2 separate regions of the Anser cygnoides genome follow, and region 1 is linked to region 2. A link is a contact called in public Hi-C data. All regions are on one chromosome and are shown on one strand. Each heading gives the region's core, a stretch centred on a gene start, on an enhancer-like site or on the middle of the called end of the contact. The rest is flanking DNA. Distances are from core to core; before and after follow the strand shown. Region 1 holds the start of NARF (nuclear prelamin A recognition factor). Region 2 overlaps FOXK2 (forkhead box K2).

Region 1 (6,556 bases), core at 3,153-5,652, 46 kb after region 2:
AGTTTTTGTGAGTCACTTGAAAATACAGAAAAAAAAAACACCTGATAATATTCTAGAGATTCATGTCAAAGGGCTGGTAGGCACTTAGGATAATCCCCCTCCCCCTAAGTTAGAAAACAAGGGAGAAATCTTATTGAAGCTCACAGCCAAATCCTCCCTGATTTCTTCATAGTGAACATTTCAAAGATGGCTCTATAACGTCCTTCTGTTCTCTGACCTTTACTATCAACACAGTCATGCTTCAAATCTATTCCTGAAACCAGTGTATGTCACACTGGTGCACGGTCACTAATACCACAGAGTACACATTTCGAACTCACCTCTAAACTAAATAGTGCTTTATGACTGCGTAACAAACAGTTCTGCTGAGGAAGCAAAAACATAAAATAACCCTCCCTTTCTGCTCCACCGTAACAACCCCAAACTTACCGAGACTTTTGAGGAAACCACAGAGTCTCCTGGCTGCATCATTGACAGAGAGATTGAATTTAGCAGCAAAATAAGGCAATGACTGAGGGCATATAGACACTGCCAACACTTTGTGTTTTGAGGTATCACATTTCTGGTAAACAAAACAAAACAAAACACAAAGAAAACAAGGTGGGTAATTACAAAAGGGTAATGCTCCCTCCTTTCCCTCCCTTTTCTACTCCTGGAGTTACTCCTCAGTGTCCTATGCTTCAGCAGGCCTTATTATGAAAACCCCTATGAAACAACGATCACGTTTCTTGAGGGCAGGACAGGATGTTCTTCTGATCCTGTCAGTGTTTATCTCTAATCATCCGTAGATGTTGCTTTTGCATGACTCAGGGAAATCCATCTGTCCCAAGACAATTCTGTAGTTGGTCTCGTAATGGCATAAAGAAATTTAAGAGACATTCAGCACCTATCAAGTGTTCATTCCTACCAGAATCTAGTACTGACAAGTGAGGAAAAAAAGCAGAATGTTTAAATACTAAAATAAATGAACTAGTGTTTCCAGGAGCATGGGCATTCAAAGTTACAAATTCAACCCAGCAAATTACAGATCTGAACCTTTGTTCAGACTCCCATGTCTCTATCACTGAAAAAATTGAGAGGAAACTGGCAAGATAGGATCCTTAACAAACCAGCATTTGTGAGCACTGAAGAACCCTTTGAGAATACAAACAGTGGTATGCAATTGTAAAGCTCAGATGACTCTAACATTTATTTGAGGATGAACCTTGTGGTTTCGTTGAGATGTTGTCCAGATCAGTGGAACACTTGAAAGAGAAACCAGGACTATGCTACAGACAAGTCTCACCCTGTAAAAGGTTAGAGACCATAGTTTGTTCTTAGACACCCTAAATACACTATACTGACCCTGCAAGCACCACTGTCTGGAAAGCATCTCGCCTGCTCACTGTCCTTCTCTGGACCTGAGAAGTTCTGATTAAGGTAACCTGTCTGCATCTCAATTAGACCCTATGTGACCTGAAAGGGTTGTATCACTCCTGCCCCCCCCTTTCTTCTCTCTTTCGCTTGTGTACAATATTATCATGTTATATGGAGAGTTAAACTAGTTCTAAGAAAACTAAATTACTACGTAACGATCATCTTATTTACAACACTTATGTACAGATTAAGAAAATGCCAGCATTAATTCTAATAGCTTTTCAAGACCAAGTAAGGACACAGAAGACTTGAATGGAACTGAATTCAATCAGGATCAAGATCTAAAAATCTGAACACCATACATAGCAGTTACATTCCAGGGAATACAGATCTCAGCAGAAAACAGCAATTCTTTGCTAAGAATTGAGGGCAACAGTTTTTGTTCCAAACATAGGCAGCTCAAAAATATATTAAAACCAATTCTACTTCCAAAAATTAGTCTTGATAACTTTGTATTATGTGGATACATTGGCATAAGAAACCCCCAGAACAGTGCTAGTAACTATGGTGTGAATATTTATAAACAATGAACCTCAGACCTATTTGATGTTAGAGTAATAATGAAATTATGTTTTCCAAAAATCTTACTTCAGCAAGTGCAATAACTTTCTTCATTTAGGGCCAGTGATGTAATCTTGCTTCTCTAGTGCAAAATTATGTTAAGTACTTTTACTGTTCATCTTGCCTTAAGTTTTCATTCCTCTTTGGACAAAGTACATCCTCACAGATCTTCATATTAACTGCCTTGGGAAATTAAGTTCTTAGTCATTCTGTAATCTCTTCCCCTCCTCACAGAAAACAGTGCGTTATTGTTTGTGTCATTTTACCTTATTAAGGTTGAGTATACGAAAGAGCTCCTTCTGATTCTGTTGGAAAACTCTGGCTCCTTCTTCTGATGTCATACAATTGTCACATGCTAAGCAGTCGCTAAGGAGTATTTTAGCATTAGCCAATGCATGAAACTCATTTTTCTGTAAAAAAGGATACAAATACATAAATATTTAATAATGATCGAGCAATTTTCAAGATCTCTGCAATGACCCAGATAAAAAGCAGATCTGCTTCTCACTGTTTTATTTAAAACAAGACTATCCATGACGCTGGCATAACATTAAAGATATTTTAAAAGTAGTCAAAGTAATTTGTTCAATCCTTCTTCATGGTTCTGCTCTATTATTACTGTGAAACTGCAAAACGTTTAAGTGTAAACACATCGGTCTAAATTTAGCACTGAAGTACATGTTGTATTAACCAGATTTGCATTGAATTTCAGAGTTGACAGTAACCAACAATTTACCAAGCAAGTCAGAAAACTTTCATTTGAACTATTAAGCCTCTTTAATAACCAGATGCCTCTACCACCAACACGGCTTAGGCTTTTACCTCTAGGTAAAACAAACAGAAGGCAGTCCTACAGTTACATTGACCATTTACTGCAAAGTAACAGTTCTAGATTTCTGACTGAAATACAGTTGGAAGCTCAACTGTGGGGGTAAAAGGAATACTTGGATGGAAGTGCAAGATAACCGAGCTACTTGTGGAAAAAAAAATAATGAATTCCTTCAATTAAGAACCTATTCCCAGGGAGACAGTTACCTCTTGACGAACAGTATGTGACACAAGTTTGTCCTATATAAAAGAAATAATACATTTGTGCACTTGAACAGGCAAAATCCCACTTTTTTCCTTCTAAGCCCTGTCCCCATTATGAAGAATTAACGTAAAATTTTGACACACAATTTAAAAACAACAACAACAAAACATTTAATTATTGTTTGTGCTTGCAGACCAAGGTTTTTTTATTTCATCTTTTGAAAAGGTTCTTGATTCTCATGTTATGGACACATACAGAGTCATAACTGATACAGTGTTATATCCAGAGCTTGGAAGTTCTCTATTTGGAACCTCTGCCCTTGGGGCACATGATAAAACAAGAACAAAAAGAAGCACATGGTACAATTTTTAGAAGGAACATTACCTCTTCAAAGCCATCATTAGAACTCAATGCATCAACAGATGCACTTTGCGAATCATCATTTTTCTGTTTTTTACTGCATTCCTGAAACAAAACATAAGACGTATTACGCAAAATACATCCAGCAACATCGTTACAGAACTATTTGGATAGTTAAAAACTCCTTTAGCTCATTTACAGGTTTTGACAGTACGAGAGCTGCACCGTTATAGTCAAGGCTTTATTTTCAAGCGTGTCGGATACAATTAAATAATTCCTCAGAAATTCCCTTGATCGGTTTCACAGTTCTCAGCGATTACTATTATTTTGAACCCCAAGGGGAAGATCACATTGGACGCCGAGAAGCCAGAGACACACATCGCGCGGTGACCGCCCCGAGAAACCCCGAAGAGGCAGCGCCACGACCCCGAACAACCCCAAACCACCCCGAACAACCCCGAAGAGCCCTAACAGGCAGCAGCACCACCCCGAGCAGCCCCAAAGAGCCCTGAGGGGCGGCCCCACCACCCCCGGCCAGGCTTCCCGGGGGGCTCAGCCGGGGACCCGGGGACCTTGGGGCGCCCCCCGAGCCCCCCTGAGGTGCAGTCCCCGGGCGGGGGGTCCCGCGGCCGCCCCGCTCACCTTTTTGGTGCAGTTCTCGCACTTCATTTGCGGTCCCTCCGGCGCCACCCGGCTCTCTTGCGGGACAGGAGCAGGTCGGTGAGGGCCCGGCCCGGCCCCGCCGCCCTTTGTCGCCGTGCCCGCCCCCTGTCCCTCGCACCGCCAGGCACCGGCCGCTCACGGACGGGGCGGCCGCGGTGCAGGGGAAGAAGCGGGCACCGTACCGTCCCGCCGCGCTCAATCGCGTCCCCGGCGAAGGCACGGAGCCGGCGCTGGGGCTGGGCAGCGCCTCACGGCCGCGTCGCCGCCGGGTTCCCGGCTGGGGCTGGGGCTGGAACTGGGGCCGCCGCCGCCTCCCCGCCCCCCCGCGCGGCGGGGCCCATTGTGGACCTGAGCCTCGGCACGTAGCCGCCGCCGCCGCCGCGCTCGCCCCCGCCGCCGCGCGGGCACGGGAGGGGCCGGGGGCGCGCATCACGCGCCAGGCGCGCGCCCACCACCCCCTCCCCGGCAGCTCCCGCCGTGAGGCGCCGCCGGGCCGGCAAGGGGAGGGGAGAGGCCTCGGTATTCTGCTGCGGGCTTTTTTTGTGGTTTAAACATCCTCCGTAGTTATTGCATACATTTTTTTTCTCTTTTTTTTTTTTTTTTTTCTCCCTACCATTGCTTTTTTTTACCCCCCCCCCCCCCTCAGGTCTTTTATTTAAGAGTTCATAGGATCCTAGAATCATTAAGACTGGAACAGACCTCCAAGATCATCTGGTCCAACCATCCCCTACCCCCACCATCACCCACCAAACCGTGTCCCCAAGCACCACGTCCAGCCTTTCCTTGAAACCCGCAGGGACTGTGTGACTCCACCACCTCCCTGGGCAACCCGTCCCAACTGCCTTACTGCTCTTTCTGAGAAGAAATGGCTCCTCATTTCCAACCTAAACCTCCCCCGGTGCAGCTTGAGGCCATTCCCTCTAGTCCTATCACTAGTTATCTGTGAGAGGAACCTGACCCCCAGCTCCCCACAGCTTCCTTTCAGGCAGTTGCAGAGAGCAATGAGGTCTCCCCTGAGCCTCCTCTGCTCCAGATCAAACAACCCCAGTGCTCTCAGCTGCTCCTGGGGTTGCTTCGAAGTTACTAAACACAACAAGATTAAGCACGTTAAGCCAACAGGGCTTAATCTCCTATTTCTCGAACAAAATACACGTATCAGTGCCCTGTTCACATACACGCATCATGAAACCCTCAGCGTAACGTTACTGAGCGCACAGCCCTGCCTCCCACACCTCGCCGCCCTGACAGCACCGGTTAAGGCACTTCACATTCATGTCAGTGGTTGTCTTCCTAAATCTCACGTTGTACCATTTAAGCATGAAGATTCAACCCGTATCTTGCTCACTCTGCTTTTTACACACTCCCTCCATTTAAGCAGCCATACAAGCATATGCCTATGGCTGAGCAGAGAATTTTTTCAAGTATAAAAAATGACCTTTCAGAAATTAAACCACAGAACTTCCACCAAGCATGTAACTTCCTCCCTGAACTGCAACTTTCCTTTGCAGTGCGCTGCGTAAGTTTCTTCCTGGTACAGGTAAGGTCTACAGCTTTAAACCACATGTTTTTACTTATTTATTTACTGTTAAGCACAAATGGCAATGTTGTACAAGAACTAGAGACAGTCGTCACTGCTTAAGTTTGTAACCCCACGATGTAACTTCCTTTTTTTTTTTTTTACTGCAACTGCCTATAAAAGACATCACAATCCAGAGAAGTGAATGTTTTAAAATCTTTTACAGCCAAATCCCCAGTCTAATTAGTGTTCTTAAAGATAACCCTAGAGTAGAATGTAAAAATATGCTCTTTTTTTTTTTTTTTTTAAATTTAGAGTCTGTAGGTGACATATCACTGAGGTTGAGGAATCAGGAATTCCTTACTATTACTAATAATGAAAGCAAATGGAAGCACCATTTCTTATTGCCTATTTAAAGAAAAATGCACTGATATTGCTTTATATATACACCCTGGAAAAACTATCACTAATCCTAACTTGAGGTAAAAATTATAATAGCTAAGATAATGACAGTTCCCTGTGCTTCTGCTATGTTCATTCAATATGCTTTCATGTTTTGTATTAGCATATTAATACAAGATTTTTTGAAGCACTGCAATCATTCTAGAGCAATCCCAATACAACTTAAGACTTTGGGTTTCCTACAAAGTTACTAGAATGCAGAATTTAGGGAACATCTTGTTAAAATCTTTTCTGTCCCTCTGGATGAATATCTTCTTACTAAAAAACCGTGCCAATCTTATCCTTATTCCACAAGGATACAGTAGGCATAGATTCATAGATTTGCACTTAAAGTCATAGTTAAAATCCTTCTGTTTCACACTTATGATTATGCTTACTTTTGTTATCCAAACTTAATACAGCAACTCTTCAAAAGACATGATAGCTTTGGATATTTTGATAATTTTGCACAGATCATATTTAAAATATATGTATTTTTAGTTTTCCCTCATATTTCTTTACATTCATAATGCAAATCAACATTGAAACATTTGCAGAAATACTGA
Region 2 (6,672 bases), core at 793-3,292:
TAAACTGGTGCAGATTTAGTCACTTTCTTTGTGACCATACAAGAATCACAGTTTTAAGGTCATTCCAGCCTGCCCACTTGTAGTTCTGTTTTCTGTTGGATAAAGGGGGGAGCGGAGCAGTTGGAAGTAGAAGGACCATTCAATCTACACACAATTCGCCTGAGCTATTTCTGAGCCTCTTCATTCCCCAGAAATCCACCAAGTGAACATAACCTGGTCCTTATCTTGGAGCTGCACAGCAGATACATATTATTCCACCAATTTTTTCTCCATCAGCTTTGAGGGTAAGCAAAAAGACTTCATTCTCCCCCATCTGCCCTATGGTTACCTTGACTATTGAGGACAGAACTGGGGCTCCAACCTACTGACCAAAATTTAATCTTCTGAGGTGCCGCCATTGCCACTGAAGCAAACGAAGGTCTCAAAGCAGTCTCCACACTTTGCCTCTCCTGGCCCTCTGTGCCAAGTGGCCAAATACTCTCCAGTTCACATCAAATTATGCAGCAGCGTATTTGCACCACAGAAACTGAGACTCAGCAAACCTTATTTCATCCTCTAACCTTACAACAACCTGACTGAAGTTTAACAGGAACGTATAAACACTATATAAGGTCTAATTTATTAATACTATTTTAATTAGTAAGCTGCCTTTAAATGACTACATTGGATGTGATCTTTTTTTTCTGAAGCCCATGCTATAGCAACACAAGGATGTCCATTTACAGTCTGCTTGTGCTTGGGGCTAGTGAACTGTCTGTCATATAACCAGGGGTTTTCTTTCCTCAGCTTTCACATTACACACGTGCTCTGTACAGAGGGCTACAAAGCTGTGAAGCAGCCTTCTCAAGACGCACATTTTCACCAATCCAAACACATGGGATGCCACCAGAGCAACTAGATGAATAATCAAACAGATTAAGTGACCTTAATTGCTTACTTTGACACAAGCAGCATTAAACAGCTTTTAAAAGCCATTAGGGGCTATCCATAATCTTTTTATTACAGCAACTGTCACAAGCTTTCAGTAAGATTTGATTTTTGTTAAACAAAAACCTAAGAAGTAAATTTGCAAAACCACTCTTCAATAACATTCACATGCAGTTTAACAAGGTAAGCACCTCAAATATCAAAACCTGCACAACTGAATAAAGATTTCACATATTTATATCCCCTTCCTCAGCACCTGCCAAGCACACATTTTTTTCTATTTACTAGGTGAGAAGACCTTAGTAAGCAGTAAAAACTTCCTCCAACACAGCCTCAAAACTGCTGCTATGCACGACCACGTTTCTAAGTAATCCTGATAACCACACTTGAACTCCTTACATGCTTAACTTTAACAGTGTGTGTAAAACTTATTAGGATTCATGCTGTGATTCGGTTGCTTTCTCACAAACGCATTTTTTTTGTCATGGGTAAGTATTAAAAAAGCATCACGTAATTACTGCAAAATGTTAAAAATAGCAAACGATCAGGATGGTGTGAAGCTCCTGTGTTAAATACTCAGCCAACTCTTGAAGTGACTTAAGAATAGAAAATAGTGTTTTTTCTCAAATTAAGAATTGGAGAAGATAGTGTTTTACCTCAAATTAAGAACTAATAGAAGATAGCGTTTTACCTCAAGAGTTTTTTTTTTTTCTTCCAAGGAGTCTTTCAGATCTCATTACTTAAGTAATAACAGAAAAGGACCAGAAAGCATAACACTTTCAAAAGTGCCTGATCTTAAGGGTCTTTTCCATCCGAAATGACCCCAAGATGAACGTCTCTCCCCTAGTTTCAGAGTCTGGTTTTGGGGTGCGGAGTGGCCGCACCACAGGAGACCTCAACTGGATGTTTAACCTTGCCCGCTACCCCATTTCCCTACTCTACAGCATCCTATTGACCTCAGAGAAAAGGAAACAAGGGCTTCGAGAGCCAGGACAGCCCTGGCAACGGGGGTCTACCCGTGCAACCCCCCCCCCCCCAAGGCGCGGGGTCCCTCCTGTGAGGAGAGCTCGCTTTCCGCCCTGCTACCCAGCCTGCTCCGCGCCCCCAACGCCTCATGGCGGCGGCGCCCCGGGCTCTGATAGACCGCAGCCAGGCAGCGGGGGGGGCTTAGCTCCGCGGGCCGTGCATTTTACGGCAGGAACGGAGCAGGGCTCGGCTCCACCGTCTGTTTGTAAACACTACGAGGCCGTGGGCGGCGCCGGGAGCGCGATCCCGGCACCGCCCCAAGGGTTCTGTGAGAAAAACGGGTCCGGGCAGGACTGAGGGCGGCGTAGCGGCGTTTTCTGACAGGATTATTTCACGGTTACGCCACAGCCCTTTGCCGGCTGAGGTTAAAACACGTTTTGTTGGGTTGTACGAGCAGTTTTGGGAGGCGAGACCGTCACCCTCGAGCGGTTCTGGGAAACGAGCGGTCACGCGCGTGAAACTGCAATGGAGTTGGAGAAGATGCTGTTGGCAACCAAAAAGATAAAGATAAAGCACGCAACCTTAACGCCTCGGTTTGTTTCAAGCAACAGCAGACGACAAAATTCAGACAAACGCTCTAAATTGAAAACATCCCGTTCACCCTCAGAAGATAATTATTCACAAAGCAGCAGCTCTAAAATCAACACCACAGAAGGATTTTTTTTTTCTTAAAAAGCCACAGCAGCAGTACTGCATGCTAACTGGCAATGCAAAACCCCCACTACTTTGCAACTCAGCCTTGGATGACATACAATCTTTGCCAAATAAATTGCTAATTAATCTCCACTGTTCTATGTTTAAAATAAACACCTCAGTAAAAATGGGACCTCATGATTCAAAAGTTGTTCTAGAGTTTCTTTGCCCACTTCGAACAGGTTACTGGTTTTACCACTAGGCTTGAAGAATAATCAGAGAAGCTGATCTTTACCAGATGCAACATTTACTGTATTTAACATTGAGAATCACAGTTATTATTAGTTATAATTGCAACTGAGCAAAATTCTGTGATTTTTCTTCACGTTATTTTGCCATTTTTGCCACTGTATGTTTTACATACCTGTTTGCTTGGTCAGGACATGTATACAGGACATATATAACTCAAAGTAAACAGTTAAAAGTATCTGTTAAAACATACCTCAGACTGAAATGACTTCTCCATTTTTGCTATTAGACTACATCAGTCCTAGAACATCACTGTGCAAAGGGTGTTTGCTGATTTTTGTTTCTTTGAGAGCTCTGATTGTCAGAATATTTGCTACGCATACACAGCTGTAGGTGTTTGAATAAAATTATCTAACTTGCTATGAAAACTCAGAAAGGCTGGCACTTCTGTTTTAGAGGAACATCACCATTACAATCCATGAAGTTTATTCACCACCATGGAAGGATTTTTACTTTAACTTTTAACTGAACTCTTCTTCAGTCTCCTTCCAGCACTCCCACATCACATAACTTTATGATATGGTATTGTAAATAAACCTAACCTTCCAAGAAAATGAAGCAGATTAAGTTGCCAAGGTCCAGCTTATCTGGAACACGTTTTTGGCATCTGAAGGAGGAAACTGTAGTGGTACCAATATCATACATGCCAGATGCAGATTCTACTAAAACAATAATAGAAGTTGTGGTTTAGATGGCAGAAAAATAGCTGACAATTGGGAGTGGAGGGTAAGACTATAGCCAAACAAGTACATGATAAAATCCTTTACATTGGTCAAAAATCAAAGAGAAATTACAGAAGTGTGAATAAGCTAAATAAAAAAACAAAAGCTGAAGGCAAATTTAAATAAAAACCCACAAAGTATAATTAAGTTCAGTAAGAAAAATGTAATTTAAAATCTTCTTTTCATGATACAGCATTCTAACTTAAGTTTGTCTTTTCAGAAATCAAAGTTTTATCAAGGTCATTGTTTTTTTTTTTTGAAAAATAGATCAGTGCCGTTCCCTAAGCCAACAGAAAACCACAAAGAAAAGATCATTTAAAAACAGAGATGTATTTTTTTGTGCATCTGCCTTTTCTGAAATACTTCTTACCCTGTCCCTAAGGATAACTACAGAACTGAGCAAGATTCAGAGAAGAGTGGCTGAGATGATTAAGTACGAAAACACTTTTACACAAAGGTTAAGGAATTGCAATTGTTTTCAGTAGTGAAGGGACAAACATTATCAAAATAATATAACAAGGACAAAGTTCAGTGAGAAACATCTCATGTTCCATAAACAGATGTTAGAAGGTTCTTGTAAGGTAAAAAAAAAAAAATGGCTTAAGACTCAAACTCAAAGCACCCAAGAATATGCTATAAGGAATATGATGATAGTAACAGTATTTTTCATATCCATATAATGTATTTGGTTTTAGTAGTTTTGACAGTGTAGCCAAAGACTGAGCAACTTAAAACAGTAAATTTTCATCCAATTACCAGGTATATATAAAACCTAACAAGATTTGGTCTTGTCCTTGATTGCATTTCTAAGTACTACAGACACAGGATAGAGCTGTTTGCAGATCTCTCTCCCGAATAATAAACAAAATACTGAAGTACATAAGCCTCGTGTCTGGCCCAAGATACATTCTTATGTTCCTAATAAAGTCTCAAAATAACCCGTATGGTTCTCACATTTAAGAGTATTTCTGTGAAACTGAACGAAGTTTACACCTAATCTTCAAATTATAAATACAAGTGTGTAAAGATCTGATAGAGGGGAGAAAAATGAGAGTATTAACTTCTTTTGAGGAGGGGAACACCTGAACAGTTTCTGATCATAAACTGATTTCTCTGTGGGCAACTAGAGAAACAAAACTGATGTACGGAAATCTGGATGTGGCAGAATTAAATGATTATTTTTCTCCCAAACTGGATGATGAGAATACAACAAAAAGACTATATAAATGATCTGAACAGCAGGAGAAAAAAAAAAAAAAAAACAAATGTTAAAATCCTTTAGAAAAAAAAAGCAAACAAATGCCAGGCTGTACTGATTATGTTTGAGTCCTGCACAAGTCATCAGGTGTTCAACCAACCTCCAGAAATATCATAGAGGGGGCAAACTGCAAACATTTCTAACATGTAGGGATCTTTTCAAGATTCAGGGACATCTTAACGTGGAAAGTAATACATAAAAGAGAGCATAGACTGGTCTTAGATTTTTTTTTTTTTAGTGGTTGTCAAAACATCACTACCAAAATCCTTTTGTTTCCCTTCTGCAGATACTCAGAATCCCAACATACAGTCACTGAAATATCAAGACTAAGAGCAGAAAAATGAAGTCTCAGCAGCCAGATCACTACAGTGCGTTAGAGAACAGCCAACCAGAGTCTGTGATCAGAAAGCCACAGATTACTGACAGACTTTTAACAGAGGAATAAAATCTCTCATCTCTGAGCACTCAAGAAAATATCTAAAGCTCAACTACTCTACTCCAATTTATTTTGCTAATTGAATGAGTCTGTGGTTAGACCAGGTGATATTGGTCTATTTGCATTTCATTCTTAGAAAAAGATCCATGCAACAGACTATTCAAAGCAGCAAATAAACAATCCTCCTCGTGACTCAGATCTGAAGTTTCTTACCAATGTTCTTGTGACATTTTTTATACAGCATTCTGCAAAGCAGACCCATTGCCAACAGGAATTGCCTGTTTGGACAAAACCGAACAGAAGGAAAATGTGGAGCAATTCACTTATTTTCTACAGTTCCTTCATTTACTTGCTACTTAATAACTCTGTCAGATGCAAAGATGCATCAAGGAAAAATAAACACATTGCTCCAAAAAAGACGAAGCAGGAGAAAAATGGCTTCTCAACAGAAGCCATTGAACACTAATGTAAACAGAAGCATTTATATGCATTTAATATATACAGAATAATAAACAATATTTAAAATATATATTTAAAACTTGTCTGAGGCTAGACTACAGCAGTGGAGGAAAAAACTGTAACATGCATCAACTCCATAGCAAACGACATATATAGCACGAGCTATGGGGCTTTATGCTTCTACCAGTCAGAAGCTGTTAATGCAACCTGAAACTTGCTGAGTACAAAGCCTTTGCAGTTTACTACTGAAGATAGTAATATAGCAACCATAGAACCTAAATATGGTGGAAGAAATCTAGTAATTTTCTAACAGGACCCTAAGATACAAACTAAACCAAAAACAGATTAGAAATAGAGCTGTCATACTAGTAGGGAGCAGCTGAAGTATACGTATTTCCCTCTCTCCCAAGGGCACAAACTTAAAATTTAAATCAATCAGCTTTTACACATCACTATCAACTTATCTAATTCAAAATATTTTTGCAAAACATGTCTCCCTATGAGATTATTACTTTTAGAGCATGCCCATAAATATATCTGCTACCCAAATCCTACACTGCAGACTGCTTTCACTTCCTTGCGGTTGGTCAGTGCTGGTAAGTGACTTTAAAAGTTCAATTAATATGATGCCAGCAACTCAATGGTTCAAGTTAGTGTGTTGGCAGGCTCCGGGGATTAAACTGAATTTCTAACTTTATTCTAATGAGTCCCAAATTACTATTTTTCCTCGTTACACCACTAATACCATTTTTGGATGAAATTGCCTTTATTTTGCTCAATAAAGGTCCTCCCTCAAAAAATAATAAAAAAAACATGAACACCCAAACCCATTTAGCAAATAGGTATTAGCAGGAATCAAATAATTACTGATGTAAGCACAGTTATGCAATCTGGCCTGAGAT

What was found. Hi-C and Micro-C count contacts between places; a contact is called where the count stands out from the background.
Region 1: a contact with region 2 is called in a Hi-C map of liver, with 4 times the contacts expected there. The contact joins the promoter of NARF here to the enhancer-like site in region 2. A contact is called at or near these places in 2 of 7 Hi-C or Micro-C datasets (blood and liver).

Annotation. Positions count from the first base shown.
Region 1 is chr19:3,909,913-3,916,468 of Taihu_goose_T2T_genome, forward strand. NARF (nuclear prelamin A recognition factor) reads right to left here and starts at 4,403. Exons shown (of 11, transcript XM_048075998.2): 1 at 4,013-4,403; 2 at 3,395-3,475; 3 at 2,244-2,387; 4 at 430-562. The coding sequence starts at 4,039.
Region 2 is chr19:3,866,334-3,873,005 of Taihu_goose_T2T_genome, forward strand. The region is part of intron 1 of FOXK2 (forkhead box K2); the gene reads right to left. Among named protein-coding and RNA genes, the nearest start is that of FOXK2, 6.2 kb to the right of the region's middle. Within about 2 kb of position 2,043, at least 2 of the 3 cell types and tissues checked have open chromatin away from gene starts, as enhancers often do. A contact at or near this core is called in liver, where this site is marked.